7 separate regions of the Mus musculus genome follow, and all the other regions are linked to region 1. The links are chromatin contacts, called in public ChIA-PET, Hi-C, Micro-C and promoter capture Hi-C maps. All regions are on one chromosome and are shown on one strand. Each heading gives the region's core, a stretch centred on a gene start, on an enhancer-like site or on the middle of the called end of the contact. The rest is flanking DNA. Distances are from core to core; before and after follow the strand shown.

Region 1 (2,528 bases), core at 18-2,517:
GTAAGGAAGAGTGTCAGAAAGTTTACCAAAGGCTAGAAAGGGAGTTTCAAATTTTCAGGTTATCCAAGAAAAGTTTGAGAAGAATAGAGGCTATGAGGAAACTTTTTTGGAGTCCGTACACTATTCTTAAAACATGTGGTGTGTGTTACTGGAAAGGATTTGGGATACAGAAGACAGGCTTTGGAAGAGGTTTTGGGAATATGAGAGGAACTCTGGAGATTTTCAAGATTAGAAGGTGTAGAGGCTGAGGAGAAAAGGGCTGGGGTACATGAGATTACCTCTAGAGCATTCCAAGCTGGGGAATATTTGTGTAACATGAGTTTGGAAATCTATAGAAGGGTCTAAGAAATATGAGAAGAGGACAGGGCGTATATAGGAGGTGGAAGCAAAGAGAGGAGAGGAGAGGGTCCTCTAGGTGAGTTTTGGCATCTAAGAGCACTTCCTGAGTATCTGAGGACGACTGTTCTGGGATATGCAAGCTCTTTAAGGATGATGTAGTGTTCACCAGGGACATCCTGAAGAATTTGGGGATAAGAGTGAAAATCTCTAAGACTTTTGGAATGGGGAGAGGTAGAAGGGTAAATTCTTGGGGGTATTTGAAGAAGTCTGAAGGAGAGATGACTTGAATATGTGATGCAGATGGGGGGGGGGTTAGATGCAGAGAGTATCTGGGGGCGGTTTAGGGGCTTTAAGGTTCTTCCTGGGGGAGATGCCTGGAATATCTGTGCTGTGAAGACAGATGACGAGTAGCCACCAAGGAATGTGTTGCGATTCAGGAGGAAGATGTGAGGAGAGAACCAAGGACCAAAGGGCGGGGATCCACAGGGAGCGTCCCCAGAGGAGGCAGTTGAAAGCTGAGGGTGGTCTCCGGGGAGGCCGCTGGAGTCGTGCGGGAGGACCAGGCAGATGTGTGCCGAGTCAGGACAGAAGTCCCCGGGCCCGGCCCCTCGGCTAGCCCCAGGGCGTGACGGTTTGGGAGGGAAACTGAGGAAGGGGCCCGGGTAGGGAGAAACGGGCTGAGTGCGGAACCCTAAGGGGTCCTCCAGGATCCTCCGGCCTCCCGAGGCCCGAGTCAGCCGCCCGCCGCAGCCCGCGGCGCGGGGTCCCTGAGGGGGCGGGGCCGGCCGCGCGGCCTGGGTCGCCCTGAGGGGAGCGCCGCGCGCCTCGACCGCCGCCGCCCCGCGCCCGCCGGCCCGGCCTTGCCCGAGACTCACCGCCTCGGCCTCCGCCGCCGCCGCCGCCACCCGCACCTCCTCGGGCAGCCGCCGCCACCCGCGCCGCTGCCGCCGCCGCCGCCGCCGCCGTCGCCCCCTCTCTGGCCCGAGAGCTCCCCTCCCTCCTCCCGCACCGACCACCGCCGCCGCCGCCGCCGCCGCCGTCGCGCTGCGTCACCGCGCCGTGCGTCACCGCCCCTGGCCCCGCCCCGGAGGGCCACTGTGCGCCAGCATTAGCTCACACCCTATTGACAGACGGTGAGCCCAGCCAACTGGCGGCGAGGGCAGACCGAAGGGTGGGAGGTGTGCGGCAAGAAAGGCGGGGTCTTGGCCTGGAGGGGAGCGACAGGGCTGGAAGGAGGCCTGAGAGGCCCGCCCCCTCCTCACTACGATTGGTCTGACGAGAAGGTGACGGACAGACGGACAGGCCCCGGGCGGAGAGCAGAGGGCCGGGAAGAGGAGGGGCGCGCGCCGCGTTGCCCCGGGCAACGGTCTGGCGAAGCCCGCGATTGGACCTACGGACCCGCAGGGGGCAGTCTCGCGCCGGTCTAACTCAGTAGCGGCGAACCCAGTCACAATTCCTCATTCTGGCGTTCAAGGACCCCCTCCTCTCCGCCCCTCGGTCACACCCCGCCCAGGGTTTGTGTCCGGTAGTACCATCGCCCTTTGGGATGACAATGCTGCCTCCTGGCTCCTGGTATCGATCGGCCGCGCCTCAAGTGACACCTCAAGATGAGCGAGGTCGACCCTTTAAGGGTGGAAAGAGATAAGACCCCACACATAAGAGGCTGTCAATAAATGGAGATTGCTTCCATCACTCTTGTCGTGATCTTAGTCCATCCACAAACTGTCCTGCGCTGGGGTGAACTGACTGGAAAGGGGCCGGCTCTCCAGAAGGGTGACAGCAACGTGGCTTGTTCCGAGAACTCCAAGAAATACAGTCAGGGTGGAGTGTCGAATTTACGACAGGGAGTGGTAGGAAATGAGCTGCGGCTAGATGTTTGGCCACTGGAGGGAGTATGCACTTGTGCTAAAGGCACAGCGACTAGAGTGACGGGGCCAGTAAGGTCTTGGGGACTTGGGAGTTTGGAAGGGACGCCTCTAGCTTACATAGGGAAGTGGGGTGAGAAGGAATGAGACACAGAAGAGAGAACCCAGGGAGCTACCTGGGGAGTTGGGGCGGGGTTGCATCTGGAAGGGACCTTGGGGAGGGAGGAGGTGCGAAGTAGGCGGGACACTCAGGTGGCCCATTGAACTAGCCTTTTGCCACTGGCTGGCCACAGGGCGGAAGAGAAAAGTCCAGGACAAAGCCCT
Region 2 (2,528 bases), core at 22-2,521, 990 kb before region 1:
TGCACAGCCGCGCTCGCGAGCGCTCGAGGCAGCGTCACACACTCCCACACTGCCACTCACACACCGGGCCCCTGGCAACGTCATACACACTCTCTCCACATGCACACTCTCATGGTGTCACTCCTTCGTAAGGGGTCAGTCAGGGTCAAACCTTCTAACTGTCTGTCACACGCAGTCACTTGCAATGTTTTCCTCTCTGGAATGTGTCCTGCAGGGTCATTCACTGTGACACACTCTGATATAGCCACCACTGACAGTGACACTCAGATATCACCAGTAGTTACCAATACAGTAAATAGTGCCCTGCAGGATCGTACATACATTGTTACTCAAATACTGCCACCACCACAATAAGGGTCACATGAAATCACTTGAACAGTATCACAGGATGGAATAGTGCTCTGCAGGACCACGCACTGTGACACACTCACATACAGCCACCACCACCAATAGCACATACAGTCAGGCATGTCACACACCTCCAAGGTGTCACAGAGTATCTACGCTCACACAACACAAAGTTCACAATCGCATAGTCTTACACGCTTAAAATGTCACACCAGTTGCCTAGGCACAAAAGATGACACACCCTGTGTTGCTACACACCCATACATCAGAGCCTCAACAAGACACAAAAGGAATCTCAGTTGATGTCACACACAGTCACACATAAATGGGATCATATCACGCACCCATGTGGTGTCCCAAACCTTCCCAATCCGAAAGTATCACACTCCATTACAGCTTACCATATCACACAGGCTGAGTACCCCTCACAGTATCACCCCCATGGACGCCAAATAACATTAATGATCTCTATACACAACTCACATTGCAACACAAGGAATGAAACCGGGTGTCGCCCACAACCATGCTGTCCCTTGTGGTCACTGAGGGTCACACAGGCACAAAATCACCCCACACACCCCTCTTGCTTGTTGGGAGGACGCTTTGGTAGAGGGAAGTACCATCTCAGAGCCTGTCTGTAAGGGGGCGTGAGCAAAGAGAGCACGGTGGGCGTAACGCCCCGGCCGGCCCCGCCCCGCTCAGCCCCGCCCACTAAGGGTGGCTGTCTCTAGTAGGCAGAGCGCTAAGTGACAAACTGCTCTAGCACCGCCCACTCCCTTCCCTAGAAGGGGCGTGGCTTCTACGTCTAAGCGCCTATCGGAGAAGGGGCTCTGGAAATGCAATTTGACTCCTCCGCCTACTCATGCTCTTTCCAGCGGGAGGCGTGGTCGCCTCGGTCCCGCCCTTTGAACCCAAATTAGGAGGGTGAGGCGGAGGCTGGAACCTTGTCTGGTCCCGCCCCCTCCTTCTGGGTCGAGGAGGACCCGCAGCGCGCCTCCTCGCAGCCACTGTGTTCCCGCGCGTCCTCGGAGTTCTCAGCTTTTCCGGCCCTGGACCCCGCAGCATGACTGTCAAGAAGATCGCGATCTTCGGTGCCACCGGCAGGACCGGGCTCACCACACTGGCGCAGGCGGTGCAAGCAGGCAGGAGCCGGGGCGGGTGGGGGAAGTCATGAACACCGGGCGGAGTTTTGGGAAAAGTCGTCCTGGGGGCCGGGCGGAGACCACACGGGGCGGTGTGTGCCCCAGCCTGTGGGCCAGCAAGTGGTCACGGGGGCACAAATGGAGGACTCTGACATTCAGCGTTATGTGGGTTCAAGGCGTAAAGGAATTAACTGTGGGAACCTGGAGGACTCCTCTGACAGTTCTATGCAAACCAGGGGTTCTTATGAAATGTCGTAACTGTGGTGGTGGTCCTAGTTAGCACACCCAGAAAGGGTTTTCTGAGCCAGGACTAGCTTGGCATCCAGCCAGCCGGGCCATCTCCTTACACGTGTTAAAATTCTGGTGACCCTCATTTGGAATGGGAACTAGTGTGTTACCCCACTTGACACATAAGAAAACTGAGGCGGAGAGGACTTGCTGGTACATGGCTGTGTCGGGATTTGAACTCCGGTCCGTGGTCTTAAGCACTAAAAAACTGTCTGCAGGCTCATAGTTTGGTCACTGGAACAGAAAATCGAAAAGGTTAGGCAGCAACTTACTTCAAAGAGAATGGAGGTGATCACCCTATAAGAGAGGGGCAGTCCAAGAACTGAAGTCCTGGGAAGGACATTGAGCTTTGGGGCCTCCCGAGGGGAGGGCGCAGGATCCCCCATCATCCCCTGGCTCCTCAGTCTAGAAGTTAACTCTGGACCAGACGTGAAAGTTCCAGATAAAGAGCCACACCCTTGCTAGCCTTGGCGATTCTTAAGATATTGACTATCAGAGTGCCCCAAAAGGGTGGAGGCCACAAAGAGCCCAGTCCCTGCTGGTTCCCAGCACAGCTCCTGCTTTGGGTGAGGCTTTTTCTAGAAGTTCCATCCCCCCGCCCCCCATGGGCTATCCTTTCCCCCAGGGACTTAATGAGGGCCTTAATTCGTGGCAAAGGAGAGCGCCCTGGGCCTCCCAGAGAAAACAAACTACAGGCTGGCTGTGGTGGTGTAGACCTGTAATTTCCCCCACCCCTGGAGAGGCAGAGGT
Region 3 (2,528 bases), core at 10-2,509, 880 kb before region 1:
GAAAGCAGGAATTGGAGAGGCATGGTTTGGTGGCCTGGGTTTCCCACAGGTTTAGGGGTGAAGCTGGGACCCTGGGATACCATAGAATACCATATAATATCCCACACCATGGAAATATGTGAAACGTGTACCCACAGAGGAGGGAAAGCTATAAGGCTGGGTGGCTCCTTGTGGGTAATGCTGAATACAGATGTGTTAGTGGAGAGATGGAGACACCAGGGCGATTTGAGGGTAATCTAAGGGGAGATGGAAACAGGAAGTACAAGAATAACTGGTATGAAGAGATTTAGGGGAAATGGGGGTTTCATGAAGGAGATGTGTGGGTGACTAAGACAATGATGACAGAGAGACCGGCTCATCAGTGCTTGCAATCCCCACACTCAGGAGGCTGAGCAATTGGATCTAAAATTCAAGGCCAGCCTGAGTTGCACTGGTGACTGAATGCTAATCTCCCGCACAGGTACCCAGTGCTAACAAAGATGGAAGAGTGACCAGCGGAGCACTGGGGACAGCAGGGGCGTGTCTGAGCTGACATACTTTGAGGTTACAAGGAGACCCTGTCACATAAAAAGAGAAAACTGAGCATATAAGGCCAATCAGGGCTTAAGGGGAATGAAAATGAATAAAAAGGACAATGTTTGTGCTGAAGAGATGGTGCAGCAGTTAAAAGCACTTGTTGCTCTTCCAAAGGACCTGAACTAGAAAACCCAGCATTCACATGGGATGGCTCACAACCATTCGTAACTACAAATCCAGGGAATTAGACATCTTCTGATCTCCTCGGGTAAATGCAGTCACAGATACTCAATTAATTGTAAACAAACAAAAAAACAAAAATTACTTCTTAAAGGAGGGGGCGATGTGAGAGAGGTCATGGCGTCAGAAGGGGAGGGGTGGTGACGATTTAAGTGGGGTATGATTTAAGAGAAGGGATGAGGGCACCTAAGTGGGCCAAGGACGATATAGAAGAGATGCATTATAGACGAGAGGGTGACACAGGGAGGGCAGCCAAGGTGTCGCGCACCAGATCGCACAGTACCTGCACGTCAGAGTCTTCTACTCCAGAACCTAGCCCCGCCTTCCCGCCCACCTGTGCGCAGGCGCAGTCGCGCTAGACTGCGGGCAGGGTGGGGGCTAGACTTGATCCTTTCTGATTGGCGGCGTTCTTCGCGACCGAGGCTCTGTGTTGTCATGTGATGGTCGCCGCCCCACACTCTCTTGCTGGTTGGAGGCTAGGAGGGCTAGAGCGGCTGGTGGAAGGTGCAGTCTGGCTTCCGGTATCAAGGGCAGGACTTCCGGGGCGGGCGGCCCAGGCCGAGGGAGGAGTGTCTGACAGTTGGCGCGACCCGGAGGGCGGGCGGGCGCCTCGTGGGGGTGCGGGCCCCAGAGTGCCAGGTGAGGTGCGGGACTGGGACGGAGGAGGTTAGGGATGGAGATACGGGGTGGCCGGGGGTCTGGACTTCCCGCGCAGCCCATACTGTACGATCAGATAAATGATTTCTCTTTCTGAGCCTCAGTTTCCTCTTCTGTACAATGGGGGCCCAGAAGCTGACCGTAGAACCCGTGTAATGGGACGTCAGGTCGTGCACACCCGTTCTGCTCTCAGAGCTCTCCATGTTACTCTTCCATCCTCGTTAGCACTGATGATGGGTACCCGCGCGGGAGCTGCCCGAGCTAGCAGGCCAGCGGGTTTGGGTTCTAATCCCAGCTTCCCTTTGCAAGAACTGGGCCTGTGTCATTACCTTTCTGAGCCCAAGTTTTCTCTGTTTAGTGAAAACCGATAATCTCAGGCTCCTATGTTCGTCGTGTGGATCCTGATGAATGTCTTTGGCATACCAACAGCTCGGTGGATCGGGATTGTAGCTGAGAGTTCTAACAACATAGAGGAGGGAAGCCCAAAGGAAGCAAAACAACAGTCAAGAAGATTGTTTGCCTCTTTCCTGAGTCCTGAAATAGCGATTTAAAATAATGACTAATGCATGTTCCTCAATTTAAAAGGGGGCATTTTGCATTGTTATCCTAGCCAGGAGAAGGGAACCTTAACTTGAAATACAATAGAAATAGAACATTCCTCTTCATTTGTGGGCAGTAAATGAAAGATACTTGAAAAGTTGTTTTGTTTGTGTGTTTGTTTGTTTATTTACTTATTTATTATTTTTGAAGCTGGGTCTCTGTTTGTAGCTCTTTCTGTCGTGGAACTCACTACATAGACCAGGTTGGCTTTGAACTCACAGATAAACTGCCTGCCTCTGCCCCTCTACCCAGTGCTGGGATTAAAAGCCTCTGCTATCATGCCAGGGTGGCTAAATAGTCTTATATACTTGGTTTCCACCTCACATCTGCATGCAACTTACATTAGGTCTACAACTGTCCCAGTCTGTCACTAGTTTAGTTCAGATTTAATGAATACCTGTCAGACGTAGTTGTAGGAACTTTGAGTTTGCTGTTTTAACCCCTCTAATATATATATTTTTTAATTTTAAATGACATGTTTTATTACACTGTATGTAAAACCAGAGGATAGCTTG
Region 4 (2,528 bases), core at 9-2,508, 810 kb after region 1:
GGACCCCCACTTTACCCTTACCACCCAGATCCGGACACTGCGGCTCAAGATCCTGGCCCAGGCAGCGGCCGAAGGAGTGCCAGTGCGTGGGGCGCGGAACCAGCTGCGCATGTACCTGACTATGGCAGTGGCAGCTGCGCAGCCGGTACTCATGTACTGGCTCACCTTCCACCTTGTACGGTGAGCTGCGGCCTGGCCTCCAGCTCCCACACTCATCTCGCTTGACCAGGGCTCCCGCCCTCCAGGCCCGCGCCCTCCTTCCTAGCCAAGGTGCTCATGTCGCCTACTGCACACCCGCAACAATAAACCTGATGGGCTCGGCGCAGCCTCCACTTCTGACCGGCAGAGGGCGCTGGGGAGCGGAAAGGGCTGCAAGTTTAATAAGTCAATGGGGGGCCTTCTTCTCCTTCTTCTCCTTCTCCTTCTTCTCCTTCTTCTCCTTCTTCTCCATCTTCTCCTTCTTCACCTTGGGTTTCTTGGCCTTGTCTGAGGAGCGTTCATGCTTCTTGCAGCCAGCGGCATACTCCTGGAGAGCCAAGGACGGTGGGTAGGAGAGGAGGTGGCCCGGTTGAAAGCTGTACTGGACCCGCCCCACTCACCTCGGCAAGGAGCCTAACGTGACCCTGACCGCAGCGGGGCCTGGGTCTGAGGTGCGAGAGGACACACTGGGAGAGGGACCGTCTCTTACCTTCCCCTCTGCCTCTGAGTCGCTGGAGCTGCTACTGCTGCTGGAGTCGGAGGAGCTGCCAGAGACACGCTAGATGGGGGTTGGGGAGGGAGTGGTTACAGTGAGGACAGGGACCCACTCGAGCAGCTTCCAACCCAAACTGGAAGGCTGATGTGTGGCCGAGGACCAAGGACGGAAGCCAGTTCTCATCTCGGGCCCTCGGGACTCGGTGCCGGTGATGAAGTGACTTACCCTCGGCTTGTGAGCAGCGCCTGCCTCTGGCCCGCCCGGCGCTTTAAGAGGACAGTGTTTGGGGTCTCCCACATGGCCTGCCCCCTCTGGCTTCTTAGAACCAGGGCCCAGGGCTGCGGAGGAGAGGGGAGTTACATGGTTATGTAGGCGACGTAGCTTCCCTTCAGTATTCCCAGGCTCTGAGTCTGGCCCCTTACACAGCAAATCCACCACTCCCCGGGGAACTTACCTGCGGCCAAGTCAAACTCCATGGCGGTGACCAGTCTGGATGGCCGGAAACTTTAGGCAGAGCCTAGGGCAGGGGGTGGGACTGCACGACCTGCCCATCTCAGGAATTCCGCGAAGCCTCACCCTCCGGACCTTTGTCCCTCAGCTCCCTGGCCCTGACTCACTGCACTGGCGCTCCCGGCTCCACCCAGACTTTCCTAAGTGGGAAGTGGGGTTAGAAGTGGCTGTAGGTGTCTGGGAGAAAGGGGGTGAGACTAGTCATCAGTTGGTCCCTTTGCGGGGGTACTTGCTTCCGGAAAGCCGTTCCGTACACTGAACAAAGTTAAAGTGCATTCTGGGAGCAACGAGGTCTGGTTCTCAGCTCCTCCGAGCTGAGATAAGTAGTGTCTGAAGAATTTGGTGGCCAGACTAGTGCGCCCTGGCGGCAGCTGAAAAGCACCAGCAAAGTTGTACCCTGGGGTGGTGGGGTTGAATTCCTAGGCTGGTGCTTGGCAGAGTGCATGGTGGTGAAATGTGTTGCGTTGTTTGGGTAAAGGCAGGTGTCTTAATTTGGGCTGTTAAACATAACAGATTAGTGCTTAAGCAGCAGTTTACCTCATAGTCGGCAAGGCTCGGGGCTGGAAGCTAGGCATAGGCAGGGAGAGAGCCCCAGTACAGAGATGGTCTGCTTCCTGCTTCTAGTCTTGGCTCTCCATGTCTGAATATAAGACCTCCAATTTGGGATATGGCTTCACCATGTGACTTTCGGGAACATCAACATTAGTTCTAAGCTAGGTACTGTAAGCCCACTGCTCAGGAGACTGGGGCAGGGGGATTGAAGACTCTATCATAGCCTGGGCTACACAGCATAAGAGTGCTGGGCTTGGTGACACACACCTTTAATTCTAACACTCAGGAGGCAGAGGCAAGTTGAGTTCAAGGCCAGCCTGGCCTTACAGAGTGAGTTCTGTGCCACCCAGCAATATACCTGACTCAAGAAAATAAGGAGGCTGGTGAGGTGGCTCATTGTGTAGAATTGCCAGGTTAATGAGGTGAATCTAATCACCCGGAACCACCTAAGAGAACTCACGCCTGCACACCGTCTTTGGACTTCCACAGGTGCACATCCAGGCACGTGCACACAAAACAAAACACCCACCTGTATATTCCAAAAGTGAGCGCCCACCTCTCAGCAGGAACAGGTGGCTACTTCAAGGATCAAGGTGGCCATGTGCCACCTTGGATGCCTGCTTAATGTCCATTTGCAGAAATGCCTGCACTGGTCATGCAGGCTCCACGCGTGTCATTCCAGCACATACTTGGTGCTTCCCATTACCTGAAAAACTTTATTTTTAAATGTGTGTGTGTGTGTTTGTGGAGGCCTGCTGCTGTCTGTGGAAGC
Region 5 (2,528 bases), core at 14-2,513, 760 kb before region 1:
TTTTGGGAGAGAGGATACCACTTACTGTTGATGGACTTGAGGTCCCGGTGAATGATGGGCACAGGGGCATCATTGTGTAGATAGTTCATGCCCCGAGCCACCTGCACAGCCCAGTTGACCAGCACATGAGGGGGGACCCGGCGACCTGCCAGTACCCTGCTCAATGCACCTCCCCGAGCATATTCCATCACCAGGCAGAGGTTTGGGGGGCTGAGGCAGGCGCCCCTCAGGGCAATGATGTTGGGGTGCTGCAGGGCTCCAAAGAGCCGGGCCTCCTGGCGGACCTGCTCCGCTGTCACTGCCGGGTCCCGTTCAGGGTCCAGCCGAGCGGCCTTGACCGCTACTTCCTCTCCACGCCATACGGCGCGATAGACTTTGCCAAAGCCCCCGACACCGATGATCTCCTCCAGCTGCAGCTCGTGGAAGGGGATCTCCTGTGGCAGCTGGAGGTCTGAGGGTGCGGCGGGTGCAGCGGGGGCCACGTAGTTGCTGGGGAAGACGCCCACACGGCCGCTGGGCAGCTGCCCTGTCCACCAGCCCTCATCTCCAGACACCGCACAGTCCTGGGAAAGCACCTGGACGCGGTCGCCTCTCCGCAGGGTCAGCTCCTCGTCGCCCACCGCCTCGTAGTCGAACACGGCGGTCCACACTGGCCCCGCGGGGGTCGCGCCCCACTCTCTGGCCGCCGCCCCCTCCTCCTCCTCCATGGGGGAGGGGCCGGGGGCTGCGGGAGGCCGCTTCACGCAGGCTGCCCGCGGAATGCTGAGCGCGGGGCCGGGAGGCCGGGATGGGAGACAGTCCCTGCGGACCCCGGGGGGCTCCTGGGGACCATAGCTGGGGGAGGGGCCTCCGCTGGAGCGAAGGAATTAAAAAGAAAAAAAACCCCAAAAACCTAAAAAACACCTTTTTCAAACGATAGGACCGATCCCTCGGATTTGGCTGTGCAGGAGAGGCGTTAGGTTCACCTGTCCCCAACGATGTCAGGGCGCAGGGAGGGCCGGGTCGAGCGGGGCCCGCCGGCGGAGGCCGAGGCCGAGGGCAGCAAGCGGCCGCCCCTCCCCGCGCCTCTCACCCCGCGCAGCTCCACCGGCGGCCCCCGGCTCCGCATCCTCAGCCACGACCGCAGGGCCGGGCAGGGATGGCGGCGCCCCGGGGGCGGCCGCCCCGGGATGGGGTGGCGCGCCCCTCGGCCTCCTCACGCGAGGAACGCGTGGGCGGCCCCCATCCTCCTCAGCCGGCTCCTGGTCGGCCCCCTAAGTCCCTCTCCCCGCCGGGGCTCTTGGCGGTGTCCAGTGACGTGTTTATGCTGCCGCCGCGATGCCGCCTGGGAGTTGTAGTCCCAAGCTGCGAGGCCTTGGGTTCGTCCCAGGCTACATGAGCCCTGGTCCTTAGGCCCTATCTCCTATCAGGGCGAATGAACCAACGCTTTCTACAAGCCCTGCAGGAGACCCGTTCATGTTGGAGTTCACGGTAACTGACTCATTTAGCCAAGGGAAACATAGGAGCTGAATGAATGGAGATTACGGACCGATACTCCTAAAGCGGTTCGGACAAGGTTCGCAGGATAGTCTCTAGGGTCCCTGGCTGGAAGTGCATGCTGGGAAATGTAGTTCGTTCGTGGACCATTGCGCTCCTTGAACCACCTGCTTCAGAGAGCAATGGGTGACTGGAGCAAGTTAACGCACAGACTTGTGCTGCCTCTTTGGGCAGGAGCAGGCTGGAGGGCGAAGTGTACTGTCTCGAAGATTTCATAGCCAGATTTGCTTGCCTCACCAGCTATGGGATCACTGGCATCTGCAGTAAGAACTTGTCTATACTCTTCTGCCTCCTATAATGAGCTTCAGTTTGGAGAGAGGGGGCTGAAAGGAGGGGTTTCCGGGGGTGGGGGCTTTGCTCAGATGATGTCATTAAATCTTCACGAAGAGCCTCATTTACAGGTGACTCAGAGAAACAAACTCACTTTGTTCAAGATTGCTAAATTATAAATGGCAAAGCAAGAGTCAAGGGCAGTTTAAAAGAAATTGAAAAATTGAAAAACAAACACTGTCAGTGATCGTATTTTTAAATTGTGTGTGTGTGTGTGTGCGCGCGCGCGTGCGTGCGTGCACGCACCCAAAGAGGGCGTTGGATCTCCTGGAAACTTCAGTCACAGGCGGTTGTGAGCCACCCCATGTGGGTGCTGGGGACCCAAATTCAGGTTCTCCGCAAAAGCAGCATATGCCCTTTAGAGCTGACCCATCTTTGCCCCCTACGGTAACTAAGATTCTGGTTGAGTTTATTTGTGGGACAGGCAAAGAACTGACTGAGAGGGACAAAGGTGTGCGTGTGTGGAGCTTTATTGAGGCAAGCTGACAATCGCTGAGTTGGGAGTCGTTACAAGGGCTCTGTGTTTAGCATTTTATAAGACTTATGGGTCCTCTCATCTTAACATTTTGCCTAGGCATTTGTCCTTCTAACCTTTCTCTAAGGAAGGAAACAACCCTGGCAGGAAGGCCGTTTCTCTACCTGCCTATATATTTTTCTAACTT
Region 6 (2,528 bases), core at 16-2,515, 590 kb after region 1:
CGGCCCAGGTAAGGCCGGAAGTACTCCAGGATGCTCTCAGCCAGCTCCAGGAAGTTGCGCAGGCGCGGGTCGTGGGGCACATGCTCTGACAGGTTGGTAAGCAGCACCGCCACGTTGAAGCCAATGTCCCGTGCTGGTTCCTGGAAGCGGTTCGCAAACTCTTCGCAGTTGATCATCTCATTCTCATCTGCTTCGGAACACGAGAGCAGGAACTGGATCTCTGGGCCAGTGAACTGCTTCTGGCTGTCCATGGCCTGTGGAGGTGGGTGGGAGAGGTGAGAGAGAGGGGGAGGGAAAGGAAGAGGGGGAGCAGGGAAGGAAAAGGGGAGGGAGGGGGGATGAGGGGGAGGAGAGAGAGGGAGTGAATTCAAGGGCCTCAGCATCAGTAACAACTACTTGCAAAAGTTTGGGTGTACTGTTCTAATCCCAGCACCTGAGAAGCAGAGGCAGCGATCTCTGTGAGTTGTTCGAGGCCAGCCGGGTTCAGGGCCAGTCTCCATGAGAGTTCCAGGCCAGCCTGGTCTACATAGTGAGTTCCAGGACAGCCAGGATGACATAGTAAGACTTTGTTTCAAGAACAATCACAACAACAACAACAACACAATAAAATCCCACAAAATAAGACAAAAGGCTCCGTTGGTCGGATGCTTGCCTCAGATGCCAGATGCGTGATGGGTTTGCAGTGCTGTATAAACAGGTGTGGAGGTCCGTGCCTCTGATCCCAAAACAGAAACGTAAAAGGCCGCCATGCTCTTGGTAAAATAATGGTATTTGTTTTGTTTTATTGTTGGTGTTGGTTTTTCCAGATAGGATTACTCTGTGTAGCCCTGGCTGCCCTGGAACTTGCTTTGTAGACCAGGCTGGCCTCAAACTCATAGAAATCCGCCTGTCTCTGCCTCTTAGTTACTGGGATTAAAGGCGTGCGCCACCGCTCCCAGGTAATAATGGTGAGTTTTTTTAAATTAAAAAATAATTTTGATCCTGCTTTTTTGAGACAGGGTTTATGTAGCCTTGGCTGCCTGGGAACCCATTATTGTAGACCAGGCCTGCATCTAACTACAGACCTGCCTCTGCCCCCTGAGTGCTGGGATCAAAGGCATTTGCCACAATGTTAGCTTCTTGTTGTTTGTTATCTTTTGTCTTGTCTTGTTTCCTTTCTTTTGCTTTTTTTTTTTTTTTTTTAAGACAAAGTGTCATGTAGGCCAGGCTGGCCTGAAACTCACTACATAGCCAAAGCTGACCTTAAATTCCAATCTTCCTGCCTCAGCCTTCTGAGTGCTGGGATTACACGCATGCAGCACCATGCCCAGTTTAGGCAATTCTGGGACCAAACCCAGGGCAAAACAAAACAAAGACAAAAAAACCACCAAAAACCAAAACAAAATTTCAAGAGGCAATTCAATTCTGACTTTAGCTATGCAACAGTCCTCAGCCTTCTGTTTATACTGAAAGATGCTGGTCATATTTTACTAGGTGGGCTTCCAGCTTGACTTACAGATGGGCTGCAGAATGCAGACAGAGAGATGCAGCTCTGGGGTATAAACAGAAGCGAAATTTCCTGGCTCCGGGCTGTCCTTTGTGAAAAGCCAAGGGCTTTGCAAAATGCTTTCTAAATGAGTAACAGGCTTTGCAAATCATGAAAGGCTCTAAAACCACAGAGCAAGGGGACTCAGTCACACAGGAACTTCTCATCATGCACCCTGCCGCATCCTCCGTCCCGTGATGAGTGGCACCTGCCTCACACAGGGCCCCAGGGATCATCATACACATGTGCCTTCTTTTGTAACACCTTCTCTGGCCACTGTTAGTCAACCTGCTTCGCAGGAGTCACCTTCACATCCAGACCTGGAACGGCTGGAGTGGGGTGGGGTGGGCGGGTCTGAGAGCTGCATCTTTTTTTGCTTTCCACCTCCCATGAGATAACACTGGGATCTCAGGCTCCAATGTCACGGTGCACATATGATTGCCAGGTGTCCCATCTGGGCTCTGACCACATTCCAGAATCTTGACCCATGTGACATTTGATACATTTTGTCTTTACTATGTATGTAGCCTCGGCTAGCCTGCAACTTTTTATCCAGGCTGGCCCTGGATTCTTGACAACCCTCTTGTTTCTACCTCCAGAGTGCTGGGATTACAGGCATGGAGGATCACATTTGAATCCAGAAGTGAACTTTAGAAGGCAAACTGCCCCAGCTCCCCAGCCTTATGCATTTCAAAAGTGGCAGCCCCCATCCACCCAACATGCCTAAGTTAAAATCTCTGAGTCATATCTGCTTGCTGTCTCTTGTCTTATTGCCCACATCAGATTCCTCAGCAGAACTCTCAGCTCTGCTTTCAGAACAGATGCAGGGCCCATTCGTGTCTTCTCTCTCCCTGTGGTCCCGCGTCCTCTGTCTCCCACCATCACAGGGGACTCCCCGAGGCACCCCTATCTCTACGCAAAGTGGGAGGGACTCTGAAAAAACCTGCTCCAGGTCTGAGCCCTCTGCTCAGAACCTCCCTTGACTGCGTACCATACACATTAA
Region 7 (2,528 bases), core at 15-2,514, 580 kb before region 1:
TTTAGGCTACCTGGACATGCTAGTCCTTCATCCACTCAGTCCAACATGATGTAAGTGACTGCCTAATGGGCACAGCTCTGTTGATGCATACCGATCTGGCTCTCACTCACATTCTCCCGTCTAGATAACAGATGCTATGGTCTGACTCCCCTGCTCCCCAGCATAGCTGCAGCCATTCTGTTCTATGCCTGCCAGCTATTTCACAGTGTTGCTGTAACATGCCTGCCAGTCACTGACATAGAGAAGTGACTGAGCTCAGGGACACGCTGGCCACATACCCTGTTTTGTTCTGTGTGCTCTCAATGATCTGTATGAGGTTTGCTTATCTTATTTCACAAAGCTGTATGTAGGACCCATTGAATCAAAGGTAAATAGCAACTGTTATGTCTAAAATATCTTGAGTAAAGCTGACCACTGGGCAGCTCTTCCTGTACCTGCATATGAGCTCAGTGTTTTTTTTTTTTTTTTTTTTTTTTTTTTTTTTTTTTTTTTTTTTGGGGCTGACATTGAAGAATGCTGCTAATAAGCCAAAAAGTTTTAATACTCATGTTCTGTTATCTCACTGTTCTGAAATTCCCCAGTTCACCACCCATCCACCCCCCACCTTACTCAGGTCCTATCAGCTTAAAGGTTGCTAAAAATATACTTTGCCTAGGAAGCCAACAGCTCCCCTCCCTGCCCTTTAAACGTTTGAACCTGGTTTCTCATATAAAAAGCCTACCCTGAGAGCAGACCAGTACTACAATTAGGCTCCCGAGTCCTTTTTGCAGTCCTGAACTCCAGTATTATGGTACGTGTTTAATACACTAGTCTTGCTTAACTGAGATTGGTGTATGTATATAAGGTTTGAGTGGCGACTTCCTGAACTCCAACACAGCGACAATGAACCCTGGGAGTGTCTAGAACTTCTGTTTCTCTCTGAAATCGCTAAACTACCCACGTTCAAACCCAACAATTCTTTAGTTCAGTCTTTTCCAATTTACCATAGTCCCCACCAGAGCACAGCGAGGTGGAATCCCACTCAGTCTCAAGCAAAGATACAGCCAATTACAGCCTGATTTGATCTTACTTCTTTTGAACTTTAAAACTTCAGTTTGTCTGTCAGCTCCACAGGAGAGAAAATCAGTTACTAGTAGAACCCGGAACTATTTTGATCACAGGAGGGAGCCTCCCCTTTAAAGTCGGGGAGTACCCCCCTCCCCCTGGGAACTCTCACAAGCCACAGGACGCAGCTCTCAAATGGGCTGGGCCAAGTTGCATGCTGGGATCTCTCTGGAGCCCTGGGCTTCTCGGATCTCCGGTAGCGAGGGCTGTAGTTTTCAGGGCCACCATGGCAAGAAGTAGTGGATAGGCTCTGGGTGTCCTGGTGCCGCTAATGCGGAAAGTCCGATCTTTCTGGTCGGAGGAAGAAATCTCTAGTTGGCTTCGGTCTCCACGTAAGGCGGGAACCAGCCGGCTGGGTGTGGATGTGGACCGCGGTGTGGGGTGGTTGTGTATTTATGTGTGGGGGGACGGTGCTGCTGCAGGTGGTGGTGGTGGTGGTGGTGGTGGTGGTGTGTGTGTGTGTCTGTCTGTCCGAGTGTGCACACTTTGAGCTCTCTGCATTATCTCTGTCACCCAGTGTCACCCGGCTTGTTGCTCTCTGCTCCTACTTTCTCCCCTGGCCACAGGGGCTGAAGCAGAGGACCAAGCTTCTGAGAGAAGAGTCCGCACTGAAGGGAAGCTTTCCCTGAGGCCCAGAGTTGAGCATGGGAGGAGCATTTCAGGCCGGAAGAGTCTCCAGGGTTGCTTAAGAGAGCAGGCAGCTACTTGTTGAGCCCCAGGACTTTCCCAGAGCCCTATCCTAGCCACGTGAGTGTTGACAGAGTAGCAGAAAGTGCTCCCTGAGGATGCTCTCAGATATAGTCTGGGATCTCGCGCTTATTCAGGCTCCGTGCCTCAGCCATTACAAAGGAGGGCTGAAGTAGAATAAGGACTTTATTGCTGCACATCAAAGATTAAAGAATGAGCTTGTGCTTTGTTTGAAAATGAGGTTTTAGTTTTAGAATATGGAATTGTCAGTAACTGAAGGAGGGACAGGCAAATTGATACCTCCACCATTGTGTCCCTTACATTGTCCCTTCCCTTTCCACTTAGTATTCGCATTATCCTTCCAATGACATCCCTTGACATCGTCTCTCTACAATCACTTCTTTTTCTGAACAAATTATAGATAGGAGTCTCCAGAGGTTAGCGTTAGGGCTTTTACATCCCGATCTGTTAAATTGGCGCCTATTTCAATGGCATCACTCATCCTATCTTTACAGGCCTGCCTCTCAAAGCAGCAGAAAACTGCAGGTGGTTGACTATGTCTGTTCACCATTTCAGCTGGGAAAGTGATAGCACTGAATTTGGCATCTTTGAGAGCTAGTGATTTTCTGAGTGTGTGTGTGTGTGTGTGTGTGTGTGTGTGTGTGTGTAATGGGTAACACTGGCCAGATCCAGATGAGCAATGCCGTCCGTGGCTGATAGTGGGTGTGGATCTGTGG

The links. Promoter capture Hi-C pulls out the DNA fragments that hold promoters and counts their contacts. Hi-C and Micro-C count contacts between places; a contact is called where the count stands out from the background. ChIA-PET counts read pairs in DNA pulled down with a chosen protein or histone mark.
Region 2: a contact with region 1 is called in a Hi-C map of B cells, with 7 read pairs. The contact joins the promoter of Blvrb here to the promoter of Samd4b in region 1. A contact is called at or near these places in 1 of 39 promoter capture datasets (pre-B cells) and 1 of 484 Hi-C or Micro-C datasets (B cells).
Region 3: a promoter capture Hi-C map of embryonic stem cells shows a contact between it and region 1, with 2.8 times the contacts expected there. The contact joins the promoter of Pld3 here to the promoter of Samd4b in region 1. A contact is called at or near these places in 2 of 39 promoter capture datasets (embryonic stem cells and liver), 2 of 115 datasets of contacts at active chromatin or transcription factors (bone marrow-derived macrophages and stem cell-derived neural progenitor cells) and 1 of 9 other capture datasets (adipose tissue).
Region 4: a contact with region 1 is called in a promoter capture Hi-C map of erythroid cells, with 10 times the contacts expected there. The contact joins the promoter of 2200002D01Rik here to the promoter of Samd4b in region 1. A contact is called at or near these places in 1 of 39 promoter capture datasets (erythroid cells) and 3 of 115 datasets of contacts at active chromatin or transcription factors (bone marrow-derived macrophages, microglia and pancreatic cancer cells).
Region 5: a contact with region 1 is called in a Micro-C map of embryonic stem cells, with 16 times the contacts expected there. The contact joins the promoter of Map3k10 here to the promoter of Samd4b in region 1. A contact is called at or near these places in 1 of 484 Hi-C or Micro-C datasets (embryonic stem cells), 1 of 115 datasets of contacts at active chromatin or transcription factors (memory CD8 T cells) and 1 of 9 other capture datasets (adipose tissue).
Region 6: an RNA polymerase II ChIA-PET map of memory CD8 T cells shows a contact between it and region 1, with 11 read pairs. The contact joins the enhancer-like site here to the promoter of Samd4b in region 1. A contact is called at or near these places in 1 of 39 promoter capture datasets (hippocampal neurons), 1 of 15 datasets of contacts at CTCF or cohesin (the NIH/3T3 cell line), 3 of 484 Hi-C or Micro-C datasets (cortical neurons, palatal mesenchyme and pro-B cells), 4 of 115 datasets of contacts at active chromatin or transcription factors (embryonic midbrain, embryonic stem cells, large pre-B cells and 1 more) and 1 of 9 other capture datasets (adipose tissue).
Region 7: a contact with region 1 is called in an RNA polymerase II ChIA-PET map of memory CD8 T cells, with 5 read pairs. The contact joins the promoter of Zfp607a here to the promoter of Samd4b in region 1. A contact is called at or near these places in 2 of 39 promoter capture datasets (liver and pre-B cells) and 2 of 115 datasets of contacts at active chromatin or transcription factors (memory CD8 T cells and microglia).

Annotation. Positions count from the first base shown.
Region 1 is chr7:28,434,924-28,437,451 of GRCm38.p6, forward strand. Samd4b (sterile alpha motif domain containing 4B) reads right to left here and starts at 1,268. Exons shown (of 13, transcript NM_175021.3): 1 at 1,215-1,268.
Region 2 is chr7:27,446,707-27,449,234 of GRCm38.p6, forward strand. Blvrb (biliverdin reductase B (flavin reductase (NADPH))) reads left to right here and starts at 1,272. Exons shown (of 5, transcript NM_144923.3): 1 at 1,272-1,490. The coding sequence starts at 1,412. It also overlaps a transcript of Sptbn4 not described here.
Region 3 is chr7:27,551,959-27,554,486 of GRCm38.p6, forward strand. It overlaps Pld3 (phospholipase D family, member 3), which reads right to left and starts at 1,260. Exons shown (of 14, transcript NM_011116.2): 1 at 1,040-1,260. 2310022A10Rik (RIKEN cDNA 2310022A10 gene) reads left to right here and starts at 1,332. Exons shown (of 10, transcript NM_175107.5): 1 at 1,332-1,395.
Region 4 is chr7:29,247,209-29,249,736 of GRCm38.p6, forward strand. It overlaps 2200002D01Rik (RIKEN cDNA 2200002D01 gene), which reads right to left and starts at 1,259. Exons shown (of 4, transcript NM_028179.1): 1 at 1,149-1,259; 2 at 920-1,032; 3 at 689-757; 4 at 313-526. The coding sequence starts at 1,170. The coding sequence ends at 386. It overlaps Yif1b (Yip1 interacting factor homolog B (S. cerevisiae)), which reads left to right. Exons shown (of 8, transcript NM_001110201.1): 8 at 29-324. The coding sequence ends at 184.
Region 5 is chr7:27,673,318-27,675,845 of GRCm38.p6, forward strand. Map3k10 (mitogen-activated protein kinase kinase kinase 10) reads right to left here and starts at 1,264. Exons shown (of 10, transcript NM_001290528.1): 1 at 26-1,264. The coding sequence starts at 707. It also overlaps a transcript of Zfp607b not described here.
Region 6 is chr7:29,024,091-29,026,618 of GRCm38.p6, forward strand. It overlaps Ryr1 (ryanodine receptor 1, skeletal muscle), which reads right to left. Exons shown (of 106, transcript NM_009109.2): 90 at 1-254. Among named protein-coding and RNA genes, the nearest start is that of Gm38979, 4.2 kb to the right of the region's middle. Within about 2 kb of position 1,266, at least 70 of the 459 cell types and tissues checked have an H3K27ac peak or open chromatin away from gene starts, as enhancers often do. A contact at or near this core is called in the NIH/3T3 cell line, memory CD8 T cells and pro-B cells, where this site is marked.
Region 7 is chr7:27,859,321-27,861,848 of GRCm38.p6, forward strand. Zfp607a (zinc finger protein 607A) reads left to right here and starts at 1,265. Exons shown (of 5, transcript NM_001024726.2): 1 at 1,265-1,436.